Linked DNA regions of Sus scrofa: region 1 is linked to region 2. Evidence: chromatin contacts called from public Hi-C data. All regions are on one chromosome and are shown on one strand. The core of a region is the stretch at or near the end of the contact, and the rest is flanking DNA. Distances in the headings are between cores, read along the strand shown.

Evidence for each region. A called contact is a pair of places that touch in the nucleus more often than the background predicts.
Region 1: a contact with region 2 is called in a Hi-C map of skeletal muscle, with 4 times the contacts expected there. The contact joins two enhancer-like sites. A contact is called at or near these places in 1 of 47 Hi-C or Micro-C datasets (skeletal muscle) and 1 of 2 datasets of contacts at active chromatin or transcription factors (alveolar macrophages).

What each region holds. Positions count from the first base shown.
Region 1 is chr3:94,837,221-94,842,464 of Sscrofa11.1, reverse strand. All of the region lies in intron 2 of PRKCE (protein kinase C epsilon type), which reads left to right. Among named protein-coding and RNA genes, the nearest start is that of PRKCE, 25 kb to the left of the region's middle. Within about 2 kb of position 2,709, at least 16 of the 83 cell types and tissues checked have an H3K27ac peak or open chromatin away from gene starts, as enhancers often do. A contact at or near this core is called in skeletal muscle, where this site is marked.
Region 2 is chr3:94,571,847-94,577,290 of Sscrofa11.1, reverse strand. The region is part of intron 3 of PRKCE (protein kinase C epsilon type); the gene reads left to right. Among named protein-coding and RNA genes, the nearest start is that of PRKCE, 290 kb to the left of the region's middle. Within about 2 kb of position 1,975, at least 36 of the 83 cell types and tissues checked have an H3K27ac peak or open chromatin away from gene starts, as enhancers often do. A contact at or near this core is called in skeletal muscle, where this site is marked.

The DNA.
Region 1 (5,244 bases), core at 1,460-3,959, 260 kb before region 2:
CATACAGAAGTTCCCATGCTAGGCATCGAATTGGAGCTGTAGCTGCTGGCTTACACCGCAGCCACAGCAACGCCAGATCCGAGCTGGGTCTGTGACCTACACCACCGCTCATGGCAACTCCAGATCCTTAACCCACTGAATGAGGCCAGAGATTGAACCTCTGCCCTCATGGGTCCTAGTCAGATTAGTTTCCGCTGAACCATGACGGGAACTCCAGCTTCCAATTTTCTCACCTCCAAAATTCCATAAAGTCAGTAGCTTCTGAAGAATGAGTGGGACCCACCCAGTTCTGAAAAACCTGCTCATCTGTTCTTCAGTGAACCAGTCCACAGAGGTAGGATGCACAAGGGACCTGATGAACTGAAATACCTTATGTTCTCCAAGAGCCCCCATCTCCTGACACCCCTGCAGATGGCATTTAGTATCAGATAGTGGTGCATCAGGGTTCATGGGTTGAACTGTCTAAAGTTCAAGGTTAGAGAGCTCAGTTTGTGCCCTGTGATATATGGTGGGTTTCTCCAGCCCTAGCTACTTCAGCCAGCACAGGACAGTTTTGCATTGGATCAGGAATGTGGGGTCTTCGGAAAATAATGTGTTTTGACCGCACCTCTCATGGCACTACACAAGGTTAATACATTTATTCAAAAATCTGTGCTTTTTCTCTTGATTCTCCCACCCAACCAGTATGGTGATAAGTACATATTCTCCCTCTTTTCAAACACATTTTAAATTTATTGAAATATAGTTAATTTACAATGTGTTGATATTTGCTCTACAGCAAAGTGATTCAGTTATGCATATATATATATATATATATATCTTTTTTTAAATATTCTTTTCCATGAGGGTTTATCACAGGATTTTGAATGTAGGGCCCTGTGCTGTATGGTAGGATCTTGTTGTTTATCCATGTTCTCCCTCTTCATTTGACGTTTGAGGACAAGACTCAGAAAGTTCATTGATGAATTGGAGGCTGGGGTGGCTGAATGAGCACCTGGCTCTCTTGGTTTTTAGGACAAGGCTATTTACTGCATATGCACAAGTATGTCCTCTTCCAAACACAATGACCCAGGGTGCCCAAGGCCTGGTCGGGAAGGTATTGCTATCAATACCATTTTACATTTAGTAACATTGTATATTTGTACATTTAAGCTCTATTCAAAAGGCATTCAAATGAATCAACATTTTCTCTCTAGCTGAAAGAATGTAAAAAGTGCTATTTAATAACAGATATTCAGGGGAGTTCCCATTGTGGCTCAGTGATTAACGAATCGGACTAGGAACCATGAGGTTGCAGGTTCGATCCCTGGCCTTGCTCAGTGGGTTAAGGATCCTGTGTTGCCATGAGCTGTGGTGTAGGTTGGCAGCTACAGCTCCGATTAGACCTCTGGCCTGGGAACTTCCATATGCCTCAGGTGCAGCCCTGAAAAGACAAAAGACAAGCAAAAATTTTTTTTTAATTAAAAAAATAACAGATACTCACTTAATCTTCATGTACTGATGGAAAACTATAAGAGCTCCGAACTTCAACGACTTGATCAAAGTAAAAACTCTTTGGGAAAATATGAGAAAACAGGTTTCCTGATTCCTCTTAATGTGCTTGTATAGCTCTGCCACATTGGATCCAAGCATCATCCATCTACCAGGCTTCCATCATCCGTCATTATCCATCGTCTGGTTTATTGGTCATAAGCTAATGCCATTACCATGTGTCTAGAACTTTTCATAAGGGAGCCTGATTTATTTAGTTATATTTTCAATTTGCTCTTCAGCTACTTAACTGAGGTTGGGGCAGATGATCAGACCACACTTGGGGCTGACAAAAGTTGACACTTCTCTATTTAGTGAGATAACTTTTGCCTGTCTCCTGGGGGTTGGGCTTTACATGTCAAGAAGATGGTAAAAACCATGATGAGGGGTTATTTTAAAAAGATGAGTCCTCTTTTTGTTCCCCTCACTTCCAGAATTCTCTAGCAGGTCAGGATGCATTTACTTCATAATTCACCCTACTGTACTGACAAGATCCTTCCTTTCAAGTTGGAGTAGGGTTTCCCAAAATGTATTCCGCAGAGTAAAATAAGTTAGTAGATCATATATACTCAAAAAAAAAAAAAAAGTATGCCATAATCAGGTATATTTGGCAAACAATGGATTAAATGAAGCTAAACATTTGTTGCAGAACTTCTCAGAACCTTTAATATACTGATTTCCATTGTCCATTGAGTGAATAGTGTTCCCAAACAAAATGCAACATTGTTTTGGGGACAGCTCTCATCTCTTGAACTCTTTTAGGAAGTACTGTCAGAGAATCTGGCCCCTATTATTTAAAGGAAATACTTCCTATTTGGGGCCGTTGACCAAGGGAGACTACTGCGAGGAGCAGTAAGGGATCATTATTGGTTTTTGTTAATCTTTTTATCGTTAAGCTTAACGATGAACCATTAAACCTTGGTTTTTAAAAATTGGATCCAAGTATTATTTGAAGGTATCTGACCTCAAAGTTGGGAGAGAAGCTGAGGTTGAACAATAGTTTTTATATGAAAAAGCGGAGTGCAAACAGGGCTCTCATTAGCAGGATTTTCTAAATGATATTTTAGTAGCTCCTCTTGTTTTGTCTTTAGCCAGTGACATTTATAAAGCAGTCCCAAGCTAATGTTATGATTCCCGAGATGGTTCATATAGAATTACACGGGCTGAGGTCAGAGGCCCATGGTTTCTTCTCTTTTCTGAATCAGGTCAGGCTGAATATCATCCAAGTACAGTTAATATTCTTGCTCCTTTGCTTTAGAAATCATTTGTTTCTGGGTTATTGCTACCAATCGACTCTATTGTGGAGGCACATTTTAATATTTCATTTCCTTGTGTTTGGGAAAAAGCTACATGCAAAGATCTGCATGTGATTGTGTGGGCTGACTGACAGTAAAAAAAAAATGTGAGGGAGGCAAGGATTGATTTCAAGTTCTGGTGTCCTTGAGGGCCTCTCCTAGCCTGGGGCCCAGTCAGGGTTCCTGGGTTCCTCTTTGCTGATAAACTCATCTACACTGGGGTATAGATACATAATGAGTTATACAGGCTGGAGAGGAAGCAATCCTTCACCCAGAGGGCGGCATCTCTACCTCTGGAATTTTCAGATGTCAGGGACAGGTGACAATGAGCTTTTTGGCCAAGAAGAATCTTTCAAACCAGGTACTGACTTGCGACCAGGGTATTACTGAGCCCACGTCAAGGGCTAGGGTCTCCACATAAACCTTCAGCAATGTGTCAGGCCCCAACTCATCTATGCTGAATGGACGGATTTCTAGATTACCTCACATTTGAAACGCTGTTCTCCCCTGTCTGTGAGGGATTAGTGCTTTTCCACTTTAAAGGAAAAACAGGCCATAAATCACTGAGGAATTTTACGGCACTGTCCAAAGCAGAGATTGGAAGCCAAGGAAAAATAAAACGCCAGCTTCTTTATGGAAAGTCAAATGGAAAAGGGATCGCTTCCTGAAAGGAGGGAGGCACTGCCTCCGGGAGAGGAGGGTTGGGAGACTTGAACTTCGTCTGTAGAAACTCCTCCTCTGGTGCCCCCGAGGAGTTCTGGAGAATTCTGGGCCTCGTCCTGATGAACCAGAAGGCAGAGGGAAGCAGGTGGTTGAACTCTTTGGGAATCGGGTGAGAAAAGTGATTGTTTTTGACAGCAGGATTTTTGTATTTGGGTTATGCCTGTTACAGATCCTGTATCTTCATTTACATTTGCCTCAACGAGGCAAAGAATTCCCCAGGTCATCCATACACCTGATTCCAATTGGAGGCTCATTAAATGTGAGAGAAGGGAGGGACCGGGCGAGGTGGCATGGACGTTTCTGAGGTTGGCTGACCAGGGAGAAGGGGGGAAGACCCTGGGGCTGGGCCTCATCGTCAATCACAGACAACAGAATCATCCAGAATGTTGTAGGTTGCAAAACCAAATAGGACCAGCATGAGAAAGCACTTTGCAGACATACGTGAATCAGTCTCCTTTCTAGAAAATGTTTCCTCAAACCAGGAAGCTCCAGCAAACCCTGCATCATCTTAACCTGAGCCTTCAACTCTTCTCAGCTCTCCTTTTCTGGCAGTGGCTACACATGCCGCTCTTTCTGTCTTTGCTTTCACGCCTTTATCCCATCTTTTACTCAGGAGCTGTGGGGGGATTGTGACCCGTGTGGGGGAATAAATACAGTTGTGTCACTGTCATTTCTTGTTTCAGAACCGCAGTGAATCTAAATGAATCATAACAGTTGCATTTAATAAATTCTCCTGGGTATTGGCTAATTTTAAACCGGTCTGACAAGTTTTAAGGTCCATGTGGTTTGGGGAAATTCAGTGGTGCATTTCCTCGTTTGCTCACCCCTTATTTCCCTCCGAGCTTGTTCCTTTTCAGCAAGCTGGTCTACTGGGCCCGCTTATCTTTCATCATCTGAGGTTGGGAGGAGGGGAGGCTGGGGAGGGGCTGGGCTGAAGGTCATGCCAGAAGCTTTCAGGTCTCTGCTTGTTAGCCAGCACCACTGGAAAATCACCAGGTGCTGGCAGAGGGTCCCAGATGGGAGGCCCCCATCCACCAGGAAGCTGCCAGCTGGCAGGATGTGGGGCAGGGGAGGGGGCAAACTCCGATGGTGGAAATGAAAGCATCTCAGCATTTTGCTTCTTTCCTCAAAGTCACTGCCTCCACTCCAGGCTCTGACATGAGAAGCTTTAGCCTCTCCTCATTGATTTTGTGCCCTGACTCTATGATCCTGGTGGTTAATGGATGCCAGTTGTTGATTTCTTGGGGGGTGGGGGTGGCGGAGGGGAGCAGTTATTTACTGCTGGAGTGGGGAGGTCTTCTGGACCATGGGAAGTCCAGGGAACCCCAAGACAGCTTCACTGGAGGGGATTATTACCAGAATCATCCCCAATCTCAGGACACCCCCTTTGCCCCCTACCCTTGTTTCTCTGCTGGCTGTTCAGCCCTATCCATGTTCCAAAACTCCCCTGGGCAGGGTCCCCCAGCAGCCTGTGTTTTGGTCATTGTTTGCTCACAAGGCAAGTATTCTGGTGATTGAGATGTTGCTCTGTGAAGGTGATTTTTAAGAACCAAAGCCAGTGCAGCAAAACCATTTAAGACATTCTGGTAATTCCTTAAAGGATACAGAGCCCCTTCTTTGTTCTGTATGCACATGTGTGGTTCAGAGTGATGTTCGTAAAGACTCTCTTTTTACCTTAAGAGGAAAACTCAGTTCA
Region 2 (5,444 bases), core at 726-3,225:
CAAAAGCTATAGCTCTGCCTGTCCCTTTTACACTCTCAGGCTACGCTCCATCAGCAGGTGTTTGCTGAACACCTGCTGGGGCTGAGTTGTTAAATCTTCAGCATGGAGACCAGGGCCTGGTGTGGATATAAGGCATCTACCACTTGTATTTTGAATTCTGCAGATGCTTAGACCTTCCCGTATGGATCCTTTAGGTAGTGATCTTGAGAAAGGAGATGTGCTCCCTGAGGGATGAAGAGCGTAATCCCTTTTGGGAAGAAGAGATTCAAATTCTGTCAATTTTTAAAAACCTGCTTCTTTAAAAATTTTCCCATTGTTGGGCGTTCCTTTTGTGGTGCAGCGGAAGCAAATCCGACTAGTGACCATGAGGTTGCCAGTTTGATCCCTGGCCTTGCTCAGTGGGTTAACCATCTGACATTGTCCTGAGCTGTGGTGTAGAACGCAGATGCAGCTTGGACCCCATGTTGCTGCAGCTGTGGTGTAGGCTGGCTGCTGTAGCTCCAATTCGACCCCTTGCCTGGGAACTTCCATATGTTGTGGATGTGGCCCTAAAAAGCAAAAAAAATGCCATTGTGTGTAGCTTTGTAATGGTACTTCAATAAAAATACACCTTGGGGGGTGGTTAATAGATGGTGGTGGTGGCCTATCACAGGTGTATTCCTTGACCTACCCCCAAGGTCATCTGCAGAATACCCTGTGACCTCCTATCTCTCTCTGCCTGGGGGTGACCTAAGCCACGGCGTTATGGGGTAGGGGCTAAAAATCTGATGGCCTCCCCCTTTAGGTGGTTTGATTTTAGGAAAATTCCTCTTAGTTGTCCATCATTATTCTGATGGTAGCTGCCAGTTTTCAGCCACGTGGAGGTTGTACATTTGTAGAAGCCAGTGTGGATGTCTTGGATGAAGGGGGTGTTGGCTGGCAACTCAGTGCATCTTGTGGGTTTTTGAGAACCAGGATGAGTATTTTATTTTCCAAGAAAGGACACAACCGAGAGTAAGAGGTGATGCTATTCATGATGACGCTGAGAAAACAGGCAAAATTCAGGACCCTGTTGGGTGAACCCACGTTCTCCCTCCTACCCTATCCCTGTCCTGAATTTCCTGCATTGTTTTTATACTTGACCTCTGGGTCCCTTTTAACATCCCACCCTTCTCAGCCCCATCAGCCCTTCCAGAAACTCTTTGTTCAGTGAGCAAACCTTTTCTGGCCTCTCGTCTTCATTCTTTTCTGTGGACCTCTTCTCTTTGGCCTAAACTTTGCCTTTTCCTGATTATTTGACCATGAATTCACTGTATCATGCCTTACTCAGCAACTTTCAGAACAAAGGCAAAAAGGCACAAATCTGCTTAAACTAAGTGTGTATTTGCAGATATACACAGTACCAGTTTTCTTGCTCGCTCATGTACAATCTCAAGGACCTTGGCCCCCTTCACGATAGACGACACTGTGAACAGCCAGGGCAGAGGCTGGTGCTCCTTCCCAGTCAGGAGAGGCGGCTTGGAGCTCTCTGCCCGCACGGAGTCCTGTGGCCGAGTCAGCACTCAGGAATCCAGCGCAGTAGGCTAATTCCCCACTGGCTCCAACCCCGTCCAACCCCAGTGAGATCCAACCCAGAGCACCCCGCCAGGGTGGAGGAGGTGCAGGACTGCCACTTTCCAAGTTATTTTTTCTCCTGGAAAATATGTAAAAAACAAAAACAGACCACTCGGCACCATACTCCCCTGCACCTGCTCCCTGTGGTCACTGTGAGTCCTTAGTGGCATAGTGGAGGTTGGTGCATCTAGAGAAAGAGAAATTGGATAGAAATGTAAAATATTATTAAACCTCTGACGAGTTTATCTTGGTAGTGGTCCAGTAGTGACAGACAGGAGACAGGCTTGTGTAAAGCCAGCAGCGTCGCCTTCCTCGGGGTCACTATTTACACTCCCCGATAAGCAGCCTTACTGTCAGGTGGTCATGCCTGGGAGTTGACCTTTCCACAGCTCTGTCATCATTTTATAGCCCACAATCCTGGAGAGTAGAATCAGAGCGCTCTCTTTCAGTAGATTACAAAAGGCTTTCAAGGAGACATTTCCAACCCTGTGTCATTAAGAGAAAATGCAAGGACAAAAAACAAAAGTGTTTTACTTAAGTGACTCCAGTGGCTGTTAGTTAGTGTACTTTTGAGTCCTGCTTGCCGTAGATCATTGCGGGGACCTGCTGTTGTTGCCGAGATGTGGGTGTAACCCATCCCCTCACCAGGCTGGGCTGCCAGTGAACGGCTGGCAAGTACATTCAGGGAACACGTGCACACACCCCCCCTCGCCCCCGTGTAACCCCAGAGTCTCCTGGCTTAGCTGAACTCATGTTTAGAACTCATCTCTGGCCGCTGCCTTCTATCCCTCACTTAGTGGCTCCTAGAAACTGCCATCTGCACTGCAGATTGGAGGCCGTCCTCATTTGAAGACAAGCACAGACCCCATTTCCAGCCCAACCCCTGCCACTTGAGCCTGCATGTCTGTGAAAGGGGTGAGAAGCTGGATCAAGGGCCATTAGGGTTGAGAGGCGTGGCCTCCAAAGTCGTGTTTGCCTACCGCTTGGGCCAGGCTGGGTGAGCCACCGAGAAATGGGAAACAAACAATAGGCTTTCCATTCGTATCTACTCTCTTACCTAAGGACAAGAAAATAATTTCAACTTTTAACTTTTGAATATTTATTTTTTCCATTATATTTGGTTTACAGTGTTCTGTCAATTTCTACTGTGCAGCGAAGTGACCCAGAATATATATACATTCTTTTTCTCACAGTATCTTCCATCATGCCATTTTAATATTCGTTATATGAATTGCCAATTCTCTATGTTTATAAGAAAGTAAACCCATCTATCAAAAAGTTTTTACTGATATTTGCAGCCCAAAATATTTGAAGACCTTTGGCTTAGTCCAACCAGGTCCAAGGAATGGAAGAAGCAGAGTGCCTTTTTTTGTTTTTTGGTTTTTTTTTTAGGGCTGCACCTGCAGCGTATGGAAATTCCCAGGCTAGGGGTTGAATCGGAGCTACGGCTGCCGACCTATACCACAGCCACAGCAACGCGGGATCCAAGCCATGTCTGGGACCTACACCACAGCTCACAGCAACACCAGATCCTTAACCCACTGGACGAGGCCAGGGGTCAAACCTGTGTCCTTATGGATACTAGTCAGGTTTGTTACCACTGAGCCATAACAGGAACTCCTGCAGAGAGCTTGTTAATCAGAGCCAGAGTGAAGGTGATTACGTGTGTTCAGGGCTATGCACACACAGGCTGCACACACAGCAGCATGTGCACACTCATGCTGATGCTCACACTCACATGCTTATATTAACACACACATCACTTGCGCATCGCCCCTCCCTTCACTCACACCCTCACTCCCACTTTTATTCATTCACAAACACGAACACTCCCACGCTCCCCCCAACTCTCACACCCAAATACACACCACGTGATCTCGGACACAATGTGCCTTTTGCTTAATAGCCTACAGCAAGTAAAAATTTAACAAACACCTGTTCCCCTGGGAAAGCCGTAGCACAGTTAATCCCTTGGAGAAGCACTAGTGTCCACTTGCTGTCCGACTTAACCCACTCCGAGGGCTGGCATCAGACCCGAGCCTCAGGAAGTCGGCATCTTGCATGCTTAGCGGAAGCTTAGTGGCTGAGGCAACTTCTGCGCACTCAGCACCATCCGAGTGGTCTTTGACAGATTAGGTGACAAGAGGGCACTCGTGAGGCAAAGACATAGTCTCCAGCCTTAGGGCAATTGGTCCCTGGATTGGGAGATAGTGTGGACTGTGTCACACGAGGCACTGCCAGGTGTTTAGACGGAGCCGCAGTTAAGAGGAAGGAGGGAAGGTGGTCCGTGGCAGGGATCAAAGGGTGTCATAGAAGGACTAAGCAGGACTTCTGCTGGGCCTGGAAGGAAGGATGATTGAGTTTTAAAAGGGAAGGGGAAGGGCAGAGTCAGCCGGCACAGTTTTGCCTAGTGAGGGGCCAAGGACCAGGGGAGCTAAAGTCACTTACTCAGAAGTGAGTAACCCCCTGGTCATTGGGCAGTTGAAACAAGCACTGGAGGAGCTCAGAGAACTCCTCCAAATGATGGATGTTATGGACCTGACAACCTTTCAGGTTTACTTGAGCCCTGGGGTTTTATGATGACATGACAGCCTTTCCTGGCTGGCTCTGGCCAAGAAGGTGATAACGGTCACCGATTATAAGGAGGTAATTCTTTGGGATGAAAGACTCCTGTTGCTAGAGAGGTTGCTTCTTCTACACTGATGGAAACAGGCGGTCCAGGCACGAAGCTGCTGCTGTTGGCTGGTAGTTCTGAGGGGGGTCCATCTTTCCAAGTAGTTAAAGCAGACTCTTAGAAACCAGGCCTAATTGCTTTTCTGAATGTGTTGCTTCTTCTTGGGGGCATAACACCCCCAGCATGGTCCATGGAGTGTGGGCCCTCTGGCTTGGAGACATGTAGGAATCAGGCATTAAAAACCAATATTTTTTACTTCTTGCATTCGTCTGAGGCAGATCCAGCAACAGTTCTTATTTCTACCTGTTGAGTAGAGACAATGAATCCCTGTGCTAATTAAGTTCCAAAAACACCAATGAAACATTTCGGCCAGAGACAGTGCTACCTGGGTGTACCCTGGGATGCCTGGAAAAGATTTACCTGTTGGGCCGGATAATAACCATGACGACATCATGTGGTTGATGACTTGCAAACTGTACACTTGAGACTAAAAATAACAATAACGATAGAGGCAGCATTTCCTTCTTGGAATCCATTTAGCTGATGTAAATGAACACCTCTGGTGTACATTTCGTGTATGTCACACGTGGAGGAACAGGCGTCCCTGTGATGTGGAAGGTCCCCCTCTAGCTCTTGAGAGGGGACCTGAAGGGACCAGCACAGGCTGTGCACTTTGTAAACTGTGTTGGCCTGAGGATGAGGTTTCCCAGGAAGGTTTAAGGTCAATGGACTACAAATTCCCTTCTTCCCTATGCTTTGCTCCATGAGCACACTGCTTGCTGATTTTGCAGTTCACTCTTGGGCAAGTCGTTTAATCTTCTTGAGATACAGTTTTTTTTTTTTTTGATCTGCACATTCTAATTCTTTAATAGAAGAGATTCAGTTTTTTGACAATAAAATGCATTGGATGTAAGATAACACTCGTGTATAATTAAATGGGTGTATCTGTGTCAAACTCTTTAGCCTTTAGTCTTAATGAAACACTGTTTAAGTAATATAAACACCATATATGCTTACAGAAAGACAATGACTAATACAGAACAGAGCTGCAAGGAGTAACATAAAAGTTGCCTGACCTCTCACTTCCCCTCCCCGGAAGTTAGCTGCTGTTCTGTTCTTTTATATGTGTCGTGGTGCTATGTAAATACGCTATGTTAATTATGATTTATTTCAGATA